Regions from separate parts of the Lactuca sativa genome. Here region 2 is linked to region 1. Evidence: chromatin contacts called from public Hi-C data. All regions are on one chromosome and are shown on one strand. Each heading gives the region's core, a stretch centred on a gene start, on an enhancer-like site or on the middle of the called end of the contact. The rest is flanking DNA. Distances are from core to core; before and after follow the strand shown. Region 1 holds the start of LOC111887777. Region 2 holds the start of LOC111888666.

The links. A called contact is a pair of places that touch in the nucleus more often than the background predicts.
Region 2: a contact with region 1 is called in a Hi-C map of leaf, with 5 times the contacts expected there. The contact joins the promoter of LOC111888666 here to the promoter of LOC111887777 in region 1. A contact is called at or near these places in 2 of 4 Hi-C or Micro-C datasets (bud and leaf).

What each region holds. Positions count from the first base shown.
Region 1 is chr7:141,388,371-141,394,821 of Lsat_Salinas_v11, forward strand. LOC111887777 reads left to right here and starts at 4,590. Exons shown (of 10, transcript XM_042896703.2): 1 at 4,590-5,689; 2 at 5,769-6,451. The coding sequence starts at 5,599.
Region 2 is chr7:141,571,158-141,577,613 of Lsat_Salinas_v11, forward strand. LOC111888666 reads right to left here and starts at 3,390. Exons shown (of 10, transcript XM_023884797.1): 1 at 3,312-3,390; 2 at 1-39.

The sequences.
Region 1 (6,451 bases), core at 3,340-5,839:
AGAATATCCTACATGACTACAAACAAACCCTATGTCACTTAATTAAACGATAACCAACCTAATGGTACTATAACCATCATAAAAATACTGCTACATTCTATCATACAAGGATAAATATAAATCTAGCAGATTACTACAACATAATAACATCCTATACACAAGGATACACAACCAACCCTCTAAGGAATGTGTAACCATATGTACCCAGAGATGAGATAAACACCCATATAGATGATCCTACTCTAGAGCCACAACCAAACAAGGAACAAACAAGAAAGCCTAGATCAAAATTCCTCAATCTATCCTATGTAACTACAAACAGTCCCTAGGGCATCCTTCTAATAAATGATAACCAAAACTAGTGGGATGCCATTAGTGCCTTCGACCAACGAGTATAGTGAGGAAAAACTCACCTAAATGGAAGAACCAAGAAACACTGCGACACACTTCCCCTTTATGTATGGTTTGCTCCCACAAACCTTTTAACACCTAAAACATGGTAGAATCTTAATTAACAGTCCAAAAACCCTCAAGTTTGACCTAAAGTACAACTTGGCTAAAAACTCAACAGTTAATCTTGGTCAAAGTAAATGCCACATTGTGGCCCTCCCTAGCCATATCGTGGGAGCGTAAAGTTAAATAGTCAATTATGAATGACATTGCCATGCCGTGACAATGCCAGAACAAGACAATCGTGATTTTTGACTTCACCACACTGTAGCTACCCTCCGCCACGCCGTGGCTACTGGAAAAATGTCATTTCTCTCGTTAAGCTTAATCCTTTCAGATATAAGCTCATATTTCCAGATCTACTCTTCCACAATGACTTAATGGATAAAGTTTCTAACTTTATCCATTTGGACTCCATTTCAAGGCTAGATCTAGCATTTAAAGTCCATTAGGTCCTTAATGAGGTTGTGTAACGACCCAAATTTCACGTCTAAAAATTTCATTTTAAAAACATTACTTTAGAGAAACATTAATTGTTAAGAACATTGATTGATCAAACCATAACAAAACGTAAGCCATGTCTGAAAATCAAATCATACAATCATCATAAAATCAGAGTATAAATCCCAGAGAATCTCGTAAGTGCGGAATCCGTGTGTGCGTGTGATGTGCCGCTACCGCGCCGGCTCCTTCCCCTTCGGCGAAGAGGTACCTAAAACCAGAATCATAAACTGTAAGCACAAAGCTTAGTGAGCTCCCCCATCGTACCACATATCATACAAACAATTAACACACAAACTGCCAGACTATTCTGGGGTGCCTGACTACCCGGTACGGCCGTTCTGGGGTGCCGTCCTACCCGTGTCAAGCCATTCTGGGGTGCTGACTACCCATGTCAAGCCATTATGGGGTGCTGACTACCCATGTCAAGCCATTCTGGGGTGCTGACTACCCATCGGTCCTAACAACCGAATACAGGGACTGGTCCCCTCATACTACCTCTATCGTATATAACATAACAAGCCAGCATGCAACATATCACCACATACTGTCAGACGTATCTAGGGTGTCTGACTACCCTTCGGTCCTAACAACCGAACTCGACTACTATCACATACAACATATCATGCTAGCATATAACGTGTCAGGTAGTAGCAAACCTAGATGATATCACAAAGACAATCATCTATCATACGTCTCCTACTGGTGGGTCGGCATTGTGGCCTTAGACCCGCCGCTACTGGAAGGTAACTCACCTCGAATAGGCTGCTGGTCTGTGTGGGAACTGCTGTCTACTGCTGTTGCTGCTAACGTCCCTCGACTGTAATTCCCACAAAACGATCAGTCAAACACACTAGATGTTCTTAGGGTAAAATGACCCTTTTACCCCTCACCAAGTCAAAGACCAGGTCAAAGTCAACTTCCAGTTGACTGGACTCGCCGAGTCCAGAGAGCAACTCGCCGAGTCCATCTCTCACTGATCCGGTCCCACTCACCAGGTCCCTCTTTCACTCACTGAGTCACCCTGACTCGCTATCCGGGACTTTGGGGCCGACTCGAGTACCAACTCGCCGAGTTCCTCGAGCAGGTCCTCTGCTTGCTTCCAATCCACACCAAAACACCCCATTCGAGGGTTTGGGGGTTTCGGGACTACGTTATACGGTTAATTCCGTGCACTGGTACGAAGGGTTGAGCCTTGGACGCTTAAACCCCTCGTGTTCTGTGGATGTTCATATTACTCGCCGAGTTTGAAGAACTACTCGGCGAGTTCCAGGCAATCTTCATAGGACTCGCCGAGTTTGTTCATCCAACTCGCCGAGTCGACAACCATCTTCATAGAACTCGCCGAGTTCCACCTTGGGACTCGCCGAGTCCTTCGACCCACTTCCTGAATAGGCCAGATCTAGAACATGCAACACTTCCAGACCACAGATCCATGGTCCTAGGGTTCATTTACCACGTAAAGTTGTAAACTTTACGTGCATGCATGGCCCTATGAGCTCAAACATGCACTTCCAAGCTATACAAGAGGTCCTATACTCATTGGGGACTTCCACTACCTCAACCACAGAGACTTTATACTACTATGAAGTCCAAAAGGTCCACATCCGAAGTTCTTGCAGAACATTAGCCATAAACACATAGAGATTTAGGTTTTTAGGGCTTAAAACCTCTTTTCTTAGGGACAAAAAGGGGACTACGAGCTAAAGATCAAGTTAGGGTCTTTCCTACCTGAATGGAGGCCTTTCACATAGTAGATTCCGGATCTCCTTCCCTTCTTGCACTCTTCAATCTTCTACTTCTTCTCCCAAGCCCCAACACACCTTCAAATGCTTACAATCACCCACAAGGACACAAAGGAGGCTAGGGTTTCGTTCTACAGGTCTTTGGGAGTGCTAAGGGAAGTGGAGGCTGGGTTAGATCGATTAAATAGGGTGCAAACACCCGGGTTAGGGTTTAAGTCCAAACAGGGTCTACTCGCCGAGTCCATCGGACCTACTCGCCGAGTAGACCGAGTAAATCCCGCGTCTAGTCCCGCTTCTACTTGGCGAGTCGGTCCCTCAACTCGCCGAGTCCCAGACTAAATATGCAAAAATGAAGAGATTTAATAACCACGAATACATACTAGGAATCAGGTGCTACAGGTTGTAACTTGAACATGGACACAAAAATACACCAAGCATGGTCCTTTTTCTGAATCAACAGAAATCCAAGGACCTGGGAAAGCCACTATATGTTGTGGAGTTCTTCAAACTCCAAGAACATCAAAGAACGGGACAAAAACCACCCAAATATGACCTAGAACATGAATATAAAAGGAAAGGTGTCAATGTATGAACTTTATACCTTCAAGAACTCAGAAAACTGAAGAGAATGCTGTATCCAAACTTGCTTCTTGTTCCTTTGCCTCCTTGTGAGCTTTCCTCTTCTAAAACTCTACCAAAAATCCAAGAACAAAGCTCAAAATTGAAGAAATAGACTCTCAAGCATGCATGGAGGCTAGGATTTCGAGATGGTGAGATGGAGGCTGAAGAGGATACCCTAAAGTGGTCATTGTTACAATAAAATATAGAATTAGTTATTTTTATTAAAAATATTTATATGGTTAGATTACTCAAATTCTCTTAAAAACTATTTACAATAGTGGTTCGACGAACTTATGAACTCTTTTAAAATTCTCTTATATATTCTTGTTATTAATTATATAAAACTCGTTTTTCTACATGTCCCTTTACATTTACCCTTTAGCTTATCATCTAGTTTTAATAAACATCATTTTTCTAATCAGTTAAAAACTAGCTTTTCACTTATCAGCCAGTCTGCCGAACATTAGCCTAAACCTTTTGTCGTCTTTGGCTTTCAATCACACTTACGCATATAAAAGTTACCATCTAAATTGGTACAAACCAGTTTTGCATCATTCATAATATTATATTATTAAATATGTGATTTCCAACTATCAGTTAGTCTATCAAACATATTCTAAATCGTCTGTCGCCTTTGGTTTTTAACCACACCTAAGAATATAAAAATTACTATCTAAGTTAGTACAAACATGTTTTACATCACCCAATAATATGATATTATAAACTAATTGTGATATCATGTAATATGACATTTAATCTCTAGAAGAAATCTTTAGAATTGGTTTAAATGTTCGACACTTATTAGGACACCATACTTATGCATGTTGCATTAACATAATAAATCAAAATGTTTTAATTAATTTCTAACCAATTATTGAATATCGAAAATCAACAACAAAACTAAAACTTTACAAAAAAAAAAAAAAAAAAGATCCATTAGGGTAGTATGGCCAAATTTAGTTGCCATTGTTAGACCAAACTTTGTCTTAAATTCGTTTGAACAACATGCCACCTAAAATTTCAATTGTAAGCCAATTGATCAACTAATAAGAATGGCAACAAACTTTTTTAAGTAATGTAATTAACCATATTTAGTCATATTATCGTGTATTTGCATTTATTAAATGGGTAATATTCAAAAAATTAAATATATCCAAACAACATTGGAGGAAATTGGGGTTTTTGATTTGGATTAGAATTGGTAACAAAATGGGATTTAGGGTTAATCCAAATTTTCTATAATTACAAAACGTTAATCACAAAAACTCACCCTTGGCCTTCACACCAAAAAAACCAACACCTAACACAAAGAAAACTTCCGGAATCCCTTCTTCCTTCTACCCCCATCTCTCTCCCCTTCTCTCTCACACACACTGAGATAAAATCTCTTCGTCTACACGGCGCAATCAAAGCGGCTTCCTGGTGTTTTTCTCCCTCTACACTCTGTGAAACCATCACGTACTATATACCTACATGCTCTCTTTATCGATATATCTTCGTCGTTCATAAAAAGCCAATTGAAACTCTTCGCTTCCTTTCTTGTTTCACATATTAACGAATTTGAAATTTTCATTCCCAATCAATCGCTTAATCGAAGACATACAAAAGAGCAGAGGCGGCGCCTTCGGGTTCTTTTGGGTTTTCCTTTAATTCAAGCGGTTAAGGGTTAGTCAGTTTAATTTTTGATAATTTGCGGCTGATATATTACAAATTTACAATACCCTTGTCTTGATTTTTTCGTACTCTGGTTGACGGACAAACCCTAGGGGTTTCAATTTGTCTGGCTTGTTTGTGGAGTTTTGGGTTCTAGGGTTTGTTTATTGGTAATGGTGGTAGGCTAATTCATCAAGAGGGGTTATATTTTGTGCTTTCTGATGATATAAAACGGTTTTTGTTTCGCTGGTGGTGGTTATTGAGCCTCTTTATTACATGAAGGTCTTGTAAGTTTGTTTAATCGCGAGCCATGCCTTCTGAACACTGAGAAGCGTTGTTGATCTTTGTTCTTGAATCGAATTTGGAAGTGAACCACAGTATATACGAAGAGTGAGGGAGATAAAGAGCCCTATTTTACAGTTTAGTTGATAGTTTTGGATTCTTTTATTGGATGATAGTGGTGGTATTCAAGTCTTACAACGTTAGGTGGAAGCTGATTAACTAGTTAAATTGAGTATCTTGATTCATTAAAGAACCCAAAACGTGGGAGTATTTGAGAATTGAGAATTATCACCCTGATGCAATTTGGGACTTTTTTGTTCCTTTCTTATGATGTTTGTTACTAATTATGGAAAGAACTGAGCCAACATTTGTACCCGAATGGTTAAAGAGCAGTGGAGGCTTGAGCACATCTCACCAATCATCTTCATTACACCCTGGTAATTCTTCTTTCCATGTTTCTTTTCCACTTAAACAATCTCTTTCACCTCTCAATTTCACCACATTTTCTTGATGTAGATGAACAAGGGGTATCAAAATCATCAAAATCCTTGAGAAACAAGTCATTAGATAACGAATTACAACGCGTATCAGTTTCAGATCGAACAACTTCTTCATATTTTCGCCGATCTTCTATTAGTAATGGTTCGGCTCTTTCAAGATCTTACAGTAGCTTTAATCGAAACAATCGTGATAGGGATAGGGATAGGGATAGAGATTGGGAAAAAGATAACAACAACAACAACAGGCAAAAAGACTATTCTGACCCTTTAGCTAACATATTGCCCACTAGGTTTGAAAAAGAAGGGTTAAGAAGGTCATTTTCAGGTGTATCTGGAAAACGTGCTGACTCATGGCCCAGAAAAGTAGCAAGTGACTTAAGCATTGCTAACAAAAGTAGCAATGTAAAGACATCATTTGAGAGGGATTTTCCTTCTCTTGGAACAGATGAAAAACAAGTTGATAATGATATAGGAAGAGTACCTTCTCCTGGATTGAGCTCTGCCATTCAGAGCCTTCCAATCGGGAATCCGGCGGTCATTGGCGGTGATGGGTGGACCTCCGCCCTGGCTGAGGTGCCTGTGATTGTTGGTAGTAATGGGAACACCACTGCTGTTCAACCATCTTCAGTTTCTGCAACTACAAGCATGACAGGTGGCAGGAATATGGCAGAAACTTTGGCTCATGGTCCTCCACGTATT
Region 2 (6,456 bases), core at 2,140-4,639, 180 kb after region 1:
GAATTAGGGTTTTGAGATCCTCAAATCCAAACAATTCGCCTTGTACATTATGCAAATAATTGTAACAACAGAGGAATCGCACGAAAGTTTCATCGAAATATTTCGCTCAATCCCAATATCAATCAGAGCTACGTAGAGATTGATTTTTGTTTGAATGGAATATGCATGTAATTCGTTCGATGTTGATTTTACAGAATATTGTGATTTACAGAGATAGTCCTTGTACTATTTATCAATGTGGGAGAATCCATTTTAACCAATGTTTTTGCACAAATGGTCCTACTACTTTAGGTTTTCCATTTGTTACTCATCTCCATTTTTATATATTAAAATCTATAGGTTAAGCTTCAACTTCTTTTAAACTAGCTTTTTTAATAAGATTTTTGTTTTCATATGATTGTCATTTCAACATATCAAAAAACTTAATAAAAAGCTAAATTACAAGAGCTTCTTTACAAAGTTTATTCAATTTATAAACAAAATAAACGAAATAGTACTAAAAATATGAAAAAGTTTACACTGTGAGTTTGTAAATTTACAAACAATGTGAAAAAAACTTTGGAATGAAAAAAAATAATTCTTTAGCTTATTTGATTGAACAACCTTATGAAAAAAGCTCATATTATTGACATGATAAGACATAAACTTCAAGATGTGTTTGGATTTGTGTATTTATTTAAACGGAAAATGATATAAAAGACTTTATGTTTTCAAAAAAGTGTCAGATTTATCTTGGACGTGTTTTATGTTTGGTAAAACTAAATGTTTTATTTAATTTTTTCATTTATACTATTTTAGTCGGTTTCTATGTTACCCACCGGTTACCTGATACCAATAAAGTGTTTAAGTTTTTAAAAATATTTGGATTTACCATTAAGTTTTAAAAATGTTCGGATTATTATTATTATTATTATTATTATTATTATTATTATTATTATTATTATTATTATTATTATTATTATTATTATTATTATTACTGTTATTTTAATTGTTATTCTTATTCTTCTTTTATATATATATATATATATATATATATATATATATATATATATATATATATATATATATATTTTTAAACACTTAAAAACATGTATATATATATATACATGTTTTTAAGTGTTTAAAAATATTTTATATATACATTTTCAAATACATTTTTAAATTTATCAAAATATTTTTATAGATTCAAAAATATATTTACTTGTATTTAGTATTTAAAAATATATTTACTTCTATTTTAGTATTTATAAACATATTTATATTTTAAAAATATATTTATTTGTATTTAAAAGGTATAACTATATATATATATATATATATATATATATATATATATATATATATATATATATATTTCATATACAAAATATATTGTATAGATATAAACATAAAAATACCTATTTATAAGGTTTATATTATATAAAAAATATAATTATATGTATTTGTACATATTACTAAGTAATAATATGTATTTATTTCATATTTATATGTATTTATACATATTTATATGTTAATATACATATAAACGAAACATTTGTTTTTAATTATTAGGATGATTCAATCAACCAAAACAATAAAAAAAAGTTTTTGGTGTTTGCTTACGAAGTATAGATATGTATTTATTTCATATTTATATGTATACGATAGTTTTTATCCTAAATAAATACATATTTATATCTATTAAATACAACTAAATAAAAGTAAATATATATCTATTAAATACAAATAAATATATCTATTAAATATAAATAAAAATGTTTCATACAACTTTTAAAATTATAAATATACTTAAAAGGTTTAAAGAGAGCATTTTTTGTTAAGTTAAATTTATTTATAAGTATTTTCGTACATTTAAAACATATTAATAATTTTAAAAATATATTTTTTTTATATGTATTAATACGACTTCATAAATTCGTATAATAACGTTTATATATATATATATATATATATATATATATATATATATATATATATATATATATATATATATATATATATATATATATATATATATATCCACACACGTTTAAATATGTATAAAAACGTTCTTATATATATTTGGGCTAATGTCATAAAAGACTTTAAGTTTTTAAAAAATATTCATTTTTATCCATAGATTTTCAAGTAATATGTAGTCGACTTGTTGGTAACTGGGTAACCTACTAAAGAGGCAAAAATGAAATTTTTTATGCAGACATCTGACTTTAATGAACCAAAAAGACATATATTAATTAAATGGTAAAACCGAACATTTTTGAAAACTTAAATGTTTTTATGATATTAGCCCTTATTTAAATGTAAGTCATGCTATCTTATAGAACCTTAGAAAATAAATAATCTTGTAACAAGCTTAAAAGCATAATTAGCATAATCATGACAACATGACAATATGACACAAATAAAACGTTTCATACATCTTTTCTTTTAAAATTATAAATATACTTTAAAGGATTAAAAAGAGTATTTTGTTAAGTTCAATTTATTTATAAGTATTTCATACATTCATATTTTTAAATTCATATAATAAAGTTTTATACATATTGTAAATATAAAGATATGATCAGAATATATATATATATATATATATATATATATATATATAAATATATATATATATATATATATATATAAACGTTTTTATGTATTTTTGGGCTAATGTCATAAATGACCTTAAGTTTTTTAAAAATATTTATTTTGACTCATAATTTTTCAAGTGATGTGTAGGTGACTTATTTGTAACTTGTTAACCTACTAAAAGGGCAAATATGAAATTTTTTATGCAATCTTCCACCGGACATTTCTTAAAAACTTAAATGCTTTTATGACATTAGCATTTATTTAAACGTAAGTGCTTTTATGACATTATCATTTATTTAAACTTAAGTGAGGCTATTCTATAGAAGCTTAGCAAATAAATAATCTTGTAACAAGCTTAAAAGCATAATCATGACAATATGACCCAAAGGTTAGCCATCATATATCATTCCATGTAGGCCTAGATGTCTATTCATCTTCTAATAATAGTCATAAATGCCCAAAGTATATTTTTACGTAATGATAAATATCCATTCGAAAATAAATAATATTTAACGCCCCATAATCACTTCAGTATCAATTTGGATTAACCCATTTAGCCTCATTCAACCCGATTAATCACTTATTATTCGGGTTGCAAACCAAACAAAACTGAATCAAACCAAATTAAAATCGAATTCAAATTCAATTTATGTTTGTGCTCTGAATATAATTCTAATTAAAAATCAAATATATTAACTAAATTGATACATAGAAACTCATGCGAAATTTACCTTATATTTTTTGCCCAACTCGAAACAAACAGTCGAACAAGAAGTCGGTATTTTCACCTAAAGCTTTCTTCAAGTTTGTGTAGTTAATAACAACAGTCGGTGAGTTAATACAACAAAATTGCCCGATATAAGCCACGTATCCATTGCACCCAATATGTTTTGGCCACCTCACAGCCCATTTTACTTACTTTTTGTTATTTTGATACAAGAGTCCCTTAACTTTATATCACGTGCACTTTCGACCCTCCATAGCAGTTTGCACATTTTGTCAATTTTAAGCCTTGCATGTTACTTTTGGAACCTTTCATTCTTGAGGATAGATTTTGAAAAGGCTCCACTATTTTTTTTTTTAAATTTTTTTGCTACTATCTATTATAAGTTTTGGGAAGTCATCCAATAAAATTACGTTTGAATATTTTGAGCGTGTTCTGGATCCTTTTAAAACAATATGTGACTTTTAATTGTTTCAAAAATTAAAAAAAACCCAAAAGATGTTTGGTTAATGGAAAAGATTTTTTAAAATTAATTTTTTGTGTAAAAAAAATTGGGTTTTTAAAAGTCATTGCGATTTTTGTAACTTTTAACCTGAAAAGTATGTTTTTATCCTTAAAGCTAATATAAAGACATTTTAAAAAATTTCTTTTGGAAAAGTCAGGATCAAAAAATCATTTTACAAAAAAAAAAACTTTTAACATTAAAAAATAATCCCAAACACCTTCCTTGTGCATAATTTGGATATTTGTCTTCATTTCTGTTTTCCATTTAAGAAAGAGAAAATACCGTAAATAGTCAAAAAAATGGGGGGTATTTTCAAAAAATAGACATAAAAATGAACTTTTCCGGATATAGACATGCATTCCGCGGAGGTAGCTCCGCGAAATCTACTGTAGCTCCGCGGAATGGCAAAATCGTAAATAAATCAATGTATTAAAAAAAAAACCCTCAAGATCCATTCCGCGGAGCTACCTCCGAGGAATGAACTCATTCCGCGGAGGTAGCTCCGAGGAATGGATCTTTAGTGTTTTTTTTTCCTTCCTCACATCGATTTTTCGGGGTTTATATTAATTCTTCAACTAATTATTTTCAAGTAAATATTATAATAGTATGATAATCTTTTTTTAAAAACAATTAGTTTGAGAAATGAATATAAACCCCGAAAAATCGATGTGAGGAAGAAAAAAAAAAACACTAAAGATCCATTCCTCGGAGCTACCTCCGCGGAATGAGTTCATTCCTTGGAGGTAGCTTCGCGGAATGGATCTTGAGGGTTTTTTTTTTTTAATACATTGATTTATTTACGATTTTGCCATTCTGCGGAGCTACAGTAGATTCTGCGGAGCTCCGCGGAGCTACCTCCACAGAATGAATACATGTCTATATCCGGAAAAGTTTATTTTTATGTCTATTTTTTGAAAATACTTTTTTTTTTTTTTTTTGACTATTTACAATATTTTCTATTTAAGAAACACATATTCACCTTTCTCTCATGCCATTGGCCCATTTCGTTGAAAGAAGTAAATGAAAGTGGACCATAGGGACTTAAGGCAATTTGAAGCATTATTGCAAATATGTTTAATAGGACGTCACATTTATTATAGAATATAATTCTTTTTTTTTTTTTTTTTTTTTTTTTTTTTTTTTTTCTTTCATGTGTCACCATTTTAAACGTCTTATTTAATGTGTTGTTATTTGTTAATCTATTAGTTCACAATTTAAAATATATTAGACCTCCTTATTAATGTGATGCTATTTGTCATTGTATTTATTATTTATTTTAAATTTTAAAAATTTTATTATTATTTTCATTAATTCACAAATAAAAAATATCTAATATATATTAAAAATTAATTTTACATATTTATTTGAATCAACGATTATAATTTTACATAACTAATAAAATCTTTCTTAACTAATAATTTATTTAAAATAATTGATTAATAATTTTGAGTTTTACTATAAAACTTTAATTAATTTTATAACCGTGGTTCCCACGAGTTATAAACTGCTACACATATATACACATCTCGAGTGTGCTACATATTTATGTTACAACATGTTTGATACTTCTGGATAGTTATACAAACTTTAACACCCCGCTCCCGAGTTCAAAAAGAAAGGAAATAGACGGAAATTAGAGGAAAGTAAAAGCGATTGTTGCTCCCGAGTGTCATTAAGGGTGTCAATTTATGACACGACACGACAAAAATATACGACACGAAACCGAATCGGGACGAAATCAAAATTTGAATTCGTTTTCGTGTCGTGTTCGTGTCAAATATAAAAAACAAGATGTCGTGTCGTGTCGTGTTCGTGTTTACAAATTCACATGAAATTGACACGATTGAGCATGTGTTTGTCGTCTTTTTCGTGTTTGTTGTTTTTATCGTGTTATATATGATTAAATATGAATTAAATAAAATAACAATTATGTAATATTATCTTTGTCGTGTCGTGTCGTGTTGTCGTTTTTTTAATTGATTCGTTTTCGTGTTAGTGAAAAAAAACACGACATCGCGTCGTGTCGTGTTCGTGTTACAAAAAACATTGTCGTGTCGTGTCGTGTCAGACAAAAACACGACACGACGGCCCGATTTGACAGACCTAAGTGTCATTAAAGGAAGGAAGTTGAAGGAAATGGAAGAAAAACTTTCCCTCCTTACTTTCCTTCCGATTTGGAAGGATTTGAAAAGAAAGAACAAAATGTTTAATTTTCCTTCCATTTCTCTCCAACTCGGGAGCAAAAATGACAAATTCTTTTTCCTTTCTTTTCTCTTGTTTTCTCTCCTTATTTTCTTTTCTATTCTCTTCTTTTCTTTGCTACAACTCGGGAGCGGGGTGTAAAAATATTCATCAGAATGCGAAAAGAAGATATGTGGGGTAAACTATATATGAATCTACAAACCCGTTAATTGATCCATGGAGGATTTAACTTAGGAATTGAGAATGCAACTAATGCGACTACAAGATAGGAAGTCCACGGTCCACCAATAGAGCCACAAAAGAGTTTTATCTTTTTTGTCGGAGCTTAATTTTCATCCAGTCATCAATAATTAGAAGATATATATTTGTAGTCCACTTCAATGTTAAATTTAGCATGGAATTTCAAAACCACAAAGAAGAAAAAAAATTATTAAAAATTGAAGTT